Linked DNA regions of Siniperca chuatsi: region 1 is linked to region 2. The links are chromatin contacts, called in public Hi-C maps. All regions are on one chromosome and are shown on one strand. Each heading gives the region's core, a stretch centred on a gene start, on an enhancer-like site or on the middle of the called end of the contact. The rest is flanking DNA. Distances are from core to core; before and after follow the strand shown.

Region 1 (3,979 bases), core at 196-2,695, 100 kb before region 2:
TGATTTTTTTCCCTTCTTGTCAAAGGCCCTCATTACACAGTGGTTCTCAAACGGTGGGGCAGAGCCCGGGCGTACAGCCACTGTAGGGGGAGCATGCATGACCAGGGAGAAAAATGTTTATTGGAAATAAAACAAACTGTATAGATTTAAATTACAGTCTGAAACTTATTGTTTCCATTGTAATTCTTGGAGGAAAACAATCAAGACTAGAGTCTCTTTCTTTCAGTTAGATACGTTTTTTTCTGACTTTACTGGATGGTGTCGATCTCATCAACAAAACCAAAAACAGCAGTGGGTGGTGGGACCTTGTGTTTATGACAATGCGGTTCGGCGGGTTTTTGACAGGCTCGAGAGGTGCCTCACATTCTCAGCTCCAATTCCAGACGTATGGTAGTAGGTCAACGCTGCTGCCTCTAGATGGAGCCCCTGTGTAGCATTTTCAACGAGGAAGCGCTGAGAAGAAATTCATTTGTATCAAGTTAGACACCGCATACCAAGAAAACAACGGATGTTAAGTTATTTTACCTCCAAAATAAAATAAAATAAAGTATTTGAGTTTGCCACATGGAGAAAAGTGTTTGGTACATCATTTAGTGACCAAGTACCAGGTAAATAACATGATTAAAAATAAAATTAATTTTAAATATTTATATATACATAGTAGTGCACAAGCTCAAAGTACGCAATTGTACAAAACTTTTACGTCCACGTGATTATACATTTTATTTGAAGATGTATTTTTCCGTAGTTGACAACATGATATAACGATGATGAAGATGAATACATTTTGAATATTAGTGTCTTTTTATAACTGCTTTTCAATATAATATAAGTAAGGAATATGGAATGCATGCATTTTCTTGAATGTGTTTGACTTGGAAATAAAGATCTTGAACTTCTGTATAAAATGTTAACAATAGCAGATTCTAATAGTGTTACTTACGTAATCAGCATTAAACTCATCATGATACAGCTGTGGTAGAGAACTACAAAATATGTTCCACCATGATAAGTACATTTATAATTCTCAGGTCCATGTAAAAAAACAAAGTTGAGGTGCTCTAAAGGTAAAAACCTCTGACTCGATCGATAAAAAGTTGACTAGTTTTCATTTTGTCAGATGTTCCTGATACTTTTCTGTGGGCAACACACTCTTCCTTTAATGTTATATTTAGTTTTGCAGCATTTTAAATTACCAAAAAAAAGTAGCAAAATGAATTTTAAACAAACATAACTTGTGTATTTTACACGATAGAAGGCTTTACAAGGGGCTTGACAAAAACACAAAGGAAGAACAAAGTTCAGATTTCCCCTTAAAATATATCCCAAATTCAACTAAATGTGCCTAAGAGACAGACCATAGAAAATGCGTGTTATTTAGGGTTTTATTTTGAAATTTCACCACCGGATGAGTGATAGTCTATAATTGGTCTCTCTTGACTGCGGCCAACTAATGCTAGTGTCAGTGTCGAGACAAACACAACAGCAGGTCGCGACGTCCCAGTCAACTCCAGGAGTAACCGGGGTCTGCGAACAGAATCCGGCAAGAGCGGCGTTCACGAGTCATTACTAAATCGTCCCTAAGTTTGCTTTTGTTTTCTACTCCAAAACGCGACAAGTGGCACTTTGGGACACAGGGGAAAGGATTTGTGGAGAGTATTAAAGCGACTGAGGCTTTCAGTTTCCCAAGTCGATCTCCTCTGCTCACCTTAACATGGCTTCAACGACCTGCACCAGGTTTACCGATGAGTACCAGCTGTACGAGGAGCTGGGGAAGTAAGTTCTCTTCATTTTATAACACTTTTTATTCGACATTTTCATTGAAAGTCAAGCTTAATTGCCCTTTGCTTTTATTATTGGTGTTTAGATTGACCGAAACCTCAGAGACCTCCGCCTACCTGTGTCTACCTTGATATGTTGAGTTAGCGGGTGTGGGTAGGACGTCACTCCAACTCCCATTCAGAAATCTTGTACTTGTACCTTGGTTATCAACGAAGGGCGCGAACGTGAAAAATATTAGACTCCTTATTTAACCCCGAGGTCTTATATTTTATACTTCCTTTAATCTCATTTTTCTCTCAACTTTTTGAATCGTTTGTCCCTGCTCGCTAACGCCCATTAGCGTGTATTTTGGAGGAAGAATGATTTGATAATGCCTGGCGTACCAATTGAAAAAAGTTTAAAGTTTTAAAAGAAACACTGCTGAGTGCCTTGGAATGCATGCCGAATATAAAAGTGGCACATGCTAATTTGTCATTAATCTTAAATCATGCTCCAGCGAGCATATACCTCTGGCAACGTGTCAGGCAAGTAAAAATATCAGAAATGTGGATGAAATTTGGTGTTGGTGTTAGGTCAGCGGGGAACCGGTCACCCATCTCGTTCTCAATCAGCTGTGGTGACATAAAGCCCACCTTAAGCTAGACTATGATGAAAACCTTATGTATATAAGAAACTGAATGTGTGTCTTAGTAATTTGGACTGTGTTTGCACAAGTTTCCGCCCTTTTTGCAATATGCGAAGGGTTAATATTAACAGCGCATTCAAATTCACAGCAATTTTGCTTCTCCTACGATGTCAAGGACTGATTTTTGTGCACCTACACGTTACATATACCCAGGGCCGTTAGTTGGAGTTGACCAGGTCTGGGGCTAAGGCCAGCGCCGACATTTTATTGGGTCGTCCCTGCTGTTCTGCCTGCAACACTACTGCCTAAATTACATTTCATTTTTCTGACTACTGCTTTTTGCTGTGTCGGATGCCTGTTCTCTCGTGTTGCTGGCTGACCTGAGAAATGATAACAAATACTAACATTAATAATGACATTTAATATAGGCTACACTAGCTACCTTTCTGAAGACCTAGAGTCTGCTCTGGACTACAGTTCTACTACTTACTAGCGTGCTATTTAGTTTTCACTATATTTTGTGGTGGTCAATGACAAAATGAACAAACTCAAAATTTGTAATACTGCACTCATTACACTCTGAGACGGACGGTGGCCAGTTTGACAGGGAATACAGTACCGAAGTGGTTTTCTAGCCGGGTTTGCCTCCAGGGATCCAGAGGCTGAGTCAGCTAGTTAATAGTTGGCTGCATGGGGCTAACCGAGCTAACTAGCTAACAGCAGCTGACAGTTACACTTAGCAGCAGTTAGTGGTTCTATTAATAATAATAATAATAATAATAATAATAATAATAATAATAATAATAATGGATTACATTTATATAATGTTCGTGTTTTATCTTGATACCCAAAGTGCTTCACAGTGAAGGGGGGAAACTCACCTCAACCACCACCAATGTGGTTAGGTTAGCTAACGTTACTTTAGCAACAAGGTTAGCTAACTGTTCATCAGGAAACTCCATTAAATCACCTCTGTACTGTACTCTGTTGTCGAACTGGCCTTATAACATTACTGACGTCTTTATGACAAGTCCAAATGGCTCCACTTTACTTGAGGTCAAGGGAATTATTCATGACACCGTTATAACGGTCTCATGCCAGCCAATGTCAAAACCAAGCACATATGTCAGTATAATGTAATGTTAACACTCAAAGCTAAATAGTTTCTTGAAGTTTGATAATTAGGCCTACTGTGGCATGTTTATGACAGGTTATGTTGTCTTGGTTAATGTCAAGTTGTCATAACAAAGACATCTCAAACAATGTCAGCTTTGCATTAAAAGTGACATAATTGACCGAATGACTTAATGACAACAGTCGTAAACCTTCATAAAGACTCCTTCATGTTCATGACAGGTGTCATGTCATGGTTATGACGGTGTCATGTCAGTCTTATGCACACCCCTTCAAATATGGTGTTACCCTCTTTGCTAATGAGAAAGAGAGATGAATAGATTTGTTAGAGAGAGATGTGTGTTTTGCCAACATTTGTGTCTGAGCCTCGCTGCGCCCAAATCATTTTTTCTCATTCACACACCATAATTGTCACTCACAGAGGCAGCAGAAGGCTCT
Region 2 (3,909 bases), core at 978-3,477:
AGCAACACAAAAATGATGATGCAGACAATGGAAAATATAATATATACCCATACACATGTCTGTCTTAAGCTTACATTTGCCTTCCATTAACCAGAAAACACTTAAGTCATTGTATTTAAGGAAGAATTCTAAGTATTTGCAAGCGCTCAGTTCTTAATGACACTGTAAGTATGTGTTATTTAGTGCAGGAGCATTACAAAGGTCCACCAGTTAAGTACTGATGATTCATGCATGGGGGTTGCTAACTAGTAACTATCTGTGGGTGACGGCTGGACGTGGCATTCACATGAAACTGCCCATTGAGCCAGTTAGGCTAGCTAATGTAGTTTAGCCTGAGCAGGGACAATGTGGATCTAAAGCCGCAGACTATCTGCTCTTTGCTTGGGTGAGAGCAGGAGTTAAAGGCCGCTTAAAGGTAAGTTAGGTCAGGGCTAGAGAATGTGTCACCTGTCGTGGAGCCCGGTAGATTTATGATGGCACAGCCTGATACCCACTGCAGGGTCCAAAGACGGGTCAGAACATCATTTTACACGAAGAGGAATGCCCACCCAGCTTTCGGCACAATGTACTGTGTACTGATAACTGTGTTAGACCACATAGACAGTGCTGGCACCAATGATGAGACAGATACACAGTCTGCTACAGGTAGAGAGCAAGAGTTAGGCAGGTTTTTAAGTATTTATAACAATTTGTAATTCTTTAACTGTTGGGTTTTTACAGTGAATTGACCTTGACTCTGTTTGGGATTTAATCAAATTATAGTGTGTTCCGAACAGTTTTGTCTCAGTAATATAATTTGCTACACCTTCTTACATTATATTTATGATATTTGACTTAATTTTGGTTTTCTTATGAGTTATTACAGCATCAAAGGAGCCCGACAGGCTTTACAACCTGGATTTAGCTCCAGACTCAGTGCTCGCAGACAAGGTCACTTTAACTCGGCTCAACATTAAAAATGTCCTGCGCTCTGGAAAAATGAGTTGACGTTCATGTGGCACTTAGATTTAAAAAAAAAACACTGGATTAAACAGACCTCTGTGGGACTGCTAGATCAGAACTGAACCACACCTCATCCACTGTGTCTGAGTGCAGAGCGGCTGTCTTATAGCACCCCTAACAGGCCAGAAGCTATCATGACACCCTAACCTCTCTTTATTGTATTTAAGTCAGTGCTTCCCTTAAAGTCAGGCATTGTCTACTTGTGACTCTTCCTCACAGGCCTTTGGGAATGAGAATGATTTTTCCTTTTCAGAATGTTTCATTTGAAGGATTTCAAGAGGCCTGAGGTAAAAATATCCCAAATATTTCACAAAAAAACAATGGCTCTAACACAGACCTTGTATAAAGTAAGAAAATTTCTATAATCACGCAGCTGCAAATTCCTTACTGGTGGAGGAGTGACACGGACTCTGTGTGTGTTCTGTGCTTTAATGGAGCAGCTTATTGAGGCTTGGACTTCTGTCTGGAATCAAAGATTTAACTTCCAAGTCGGGATTGGTCGACTGAACTACAAGACTTTGCTTCATTTTGTATGACATTTGTTACATGATATGTATTTTATAGACTCCTAGCAGTCGAGTCAAACCCATGGCCTCGGCCTGTTAAGATTTACATTTTTGGAAAAGCTGAGTAAATTGATAAAGGTAAAGAAATGGTTTTGTAGGAAACAAATGTTTGATAAAGTAATGTATTGAAAAAATATCATTTTGGTTTTTTGGTACTGGCAATAGTATCAGTGTGGTCTGTGAAACCAACATGAATGCATTTTACTCAAACAGGATTCTAGAAAGAAGCAGCAGAAATACTTGAGACATGTAGTTTTATATAGTCCATAGTGTGTGTGTGTGTGTGTGTGTGTGTGTGTGTGTGTGTGTCCTCATCTGATCCATCATCTCTTCCTGCAGTTACACTAAATGGTTCTGTGCTTTGTTTCTTTTGGCTCGACAGTCCAGCTGCTGTCAAGGATCAGTTTATCTGCTTAGTTTCTTCGTACTAGCGCTACGTGTGTGTGTGTGTGTGTGTGTGTGTGTGTTTCTATCCATTAGTGTGTGTGCGTGCCAACCTTCTGTCTTTCTGTCCATGCTCTAATAAGAGATCCCAGAGGAAAGGCTATTTATTTTACAGCTGACAGAAGCTCAAAGGGCATTATTTCCACTCCACAGATACTGTGGAGTGTTACAGTAGAGGCTGAGCTCTTCATACTGCTGCGTACTACATACTACATAAATACTGTCAAAAACCTGTTCTGCCTGCTTTATAAATGGCATTGATCCAGGCTCTTCTCACTTAGTGTCAAGTGTTTCCAGAGAGACAGAAGTGAAGCGCTCTGATAAAAAGAATTTGCCACCTCTCAGGCAATAAATCAACAGCAACAGCAAGGTCTTCATCTACTATGTTAATATTATGTTAGCTAATGTGGGTCTCTGCAGTATAATACACATGTTTGGGGGTTTAAGTTACTACTTGATATTTAATGTGCTGCTGTGTGCAGTGGTAGAACAAGAACTCAAACCAAAACTATTTATCCCACAGAATAATACTCCTTCAAAGATCCTGCATTTAAAGGTAGAGTTATTCAGTCAAATGAGGACTAGTTTGTTTCACAATGTTACATTACTGTTACATTAGATGAAATTTAACAAATGTCACTGGGCCAGTGATTCTATACGCTGCTTTTGTTTCAATTAAAGGGGAAATTAACGTGAAACAAGTATGACAATGTTTGCTTTCACTCACGTTGAATGAGGAAGGTGTGTGCACTCTCTCCAATATACAAAAATAAAAAGATTTGTGGGATAAAGTGCACTTATTTAAGAATACAACACATTTTTATCTGGCATACTGGCTACCATAAACTCTGACAGTGCATCATAAGTTGTTCGGTCATATTTTACATGTAAACCCTGCAAAGAAATGAGTAACTAAAGTTACAATACTGACTGAAATGCATCCATAGCAGAGTATCAAAACTGGGAAGTACTAAAAGCTTGCATCAAATGTCTGCTCACGTTCACAATCTTGTTAAATTCTTTGGTCAGATAGTTCCTAATTTAGATCACAATTTTGCTAATTTCATTTTATATCGACTTCTGAGTCACATCATTGTCCTCCATATCTACCTATAGATCCAAAGTGACAGAGCATGGGCAGCTGTACAGGTTGTTGGTGGTCCACTTAAATAACAACTATTTAATCAGCAAATGTTTTCAGTGTGAAAAACATTTAGTTAACTGCTCCCGGCCACCGTTACGGCAGCTTCCGTGTCGACTGAAAATGATGTCAGCAGGACGAATGCGCAAGTCACTACTGATTGGTTAGGGCGACAGACCAAAACTAGACCACACCCATTTTCAAACTCTGCCTTCATCTTGATCTCAACTACGCACCTGTCAATTTTCGTGACTGCGTCTTGCACGGTCGTGACGCTATTGCGTTGACAAAATCTGTCCACACACATTTAAAACCGCTACTGTGGTAGTTCCCGCTACAGTAGGTGTCTCCAGGACCACATTTAGCCATGATGACACACACACACACACACACACACACTGGTAATAACAGAAATCGGCTATCGTCAGGCTGAATGAATGAAGAGAAATGAAATGGCAATTCATTCTAGTATCTAGTACAGCTGCTTGTGTACGGAAAAAAGTTTATAGAAAAACATGTTAACATTTTCCAAGTAAGGTATCACAAAAAGTATCATTTTGGCATAGGTACCAAAACACACATTGTATCAGTGTTTCACACCCAACCTTACAACTAGAGCAGAAATATAAAGAAAATGGGGGGAAAAAATCAACCAAAGTATGGTACTTCAAACTGTGCTTAACTAAATTACTGGAATAGATGTAGTTAGTGTAGTTTCCTCTTCCTCAGTTCAGGCTTCTTATATGCACTACGAGC

The links. Hi-C and Micro-C count contacts between places; a contact is called where the count stands out from the background.
Region 1: a Hi-C map of liver shows a contact between it and region 2, with 2.8 times the contacts expected there. The contact joins the promoter of camk2d1 here to the enhancer-like site in region 2. A contact is called at or near these places in 3 of 3 Hi-C or Micro-C datasets (liver, skeletal muscle and an unstated tissue).

What each region holds. Positions count from the first base shown.
Region 1 is chrLG22:3,798,248-3,802,226 of ASM2008510v1, reverse strand. It overlaps camk2d1 (calcium/calmodulin-dependent protein kinase type II delta 1 chain), which reads left to right and starts at 1,445. Exons shown (of 18, transcript XM_044183262.1): 1 at 1,445-1,776. The coding sequence starts at 1,715.
Region 2 is chrLG22:3,699,314-3,703,222 of ASM2008510v1, reverse strand. All of the region lies in intron 14 of camk2d1 (calcium/calmodulin-dependent protein kinase type II delta 1 chain), which reads left to right. Among protein-coding and RNA genes, the nearest start is that of camk2d1, 100 kb to the left of the region's middle. Within about 2 kb of position 2,227, the one cell type or tissue checked has an H3K27ac peak away from gene starts, as active enhancers do. A contact at or near this core is called in liver, where this site is marked.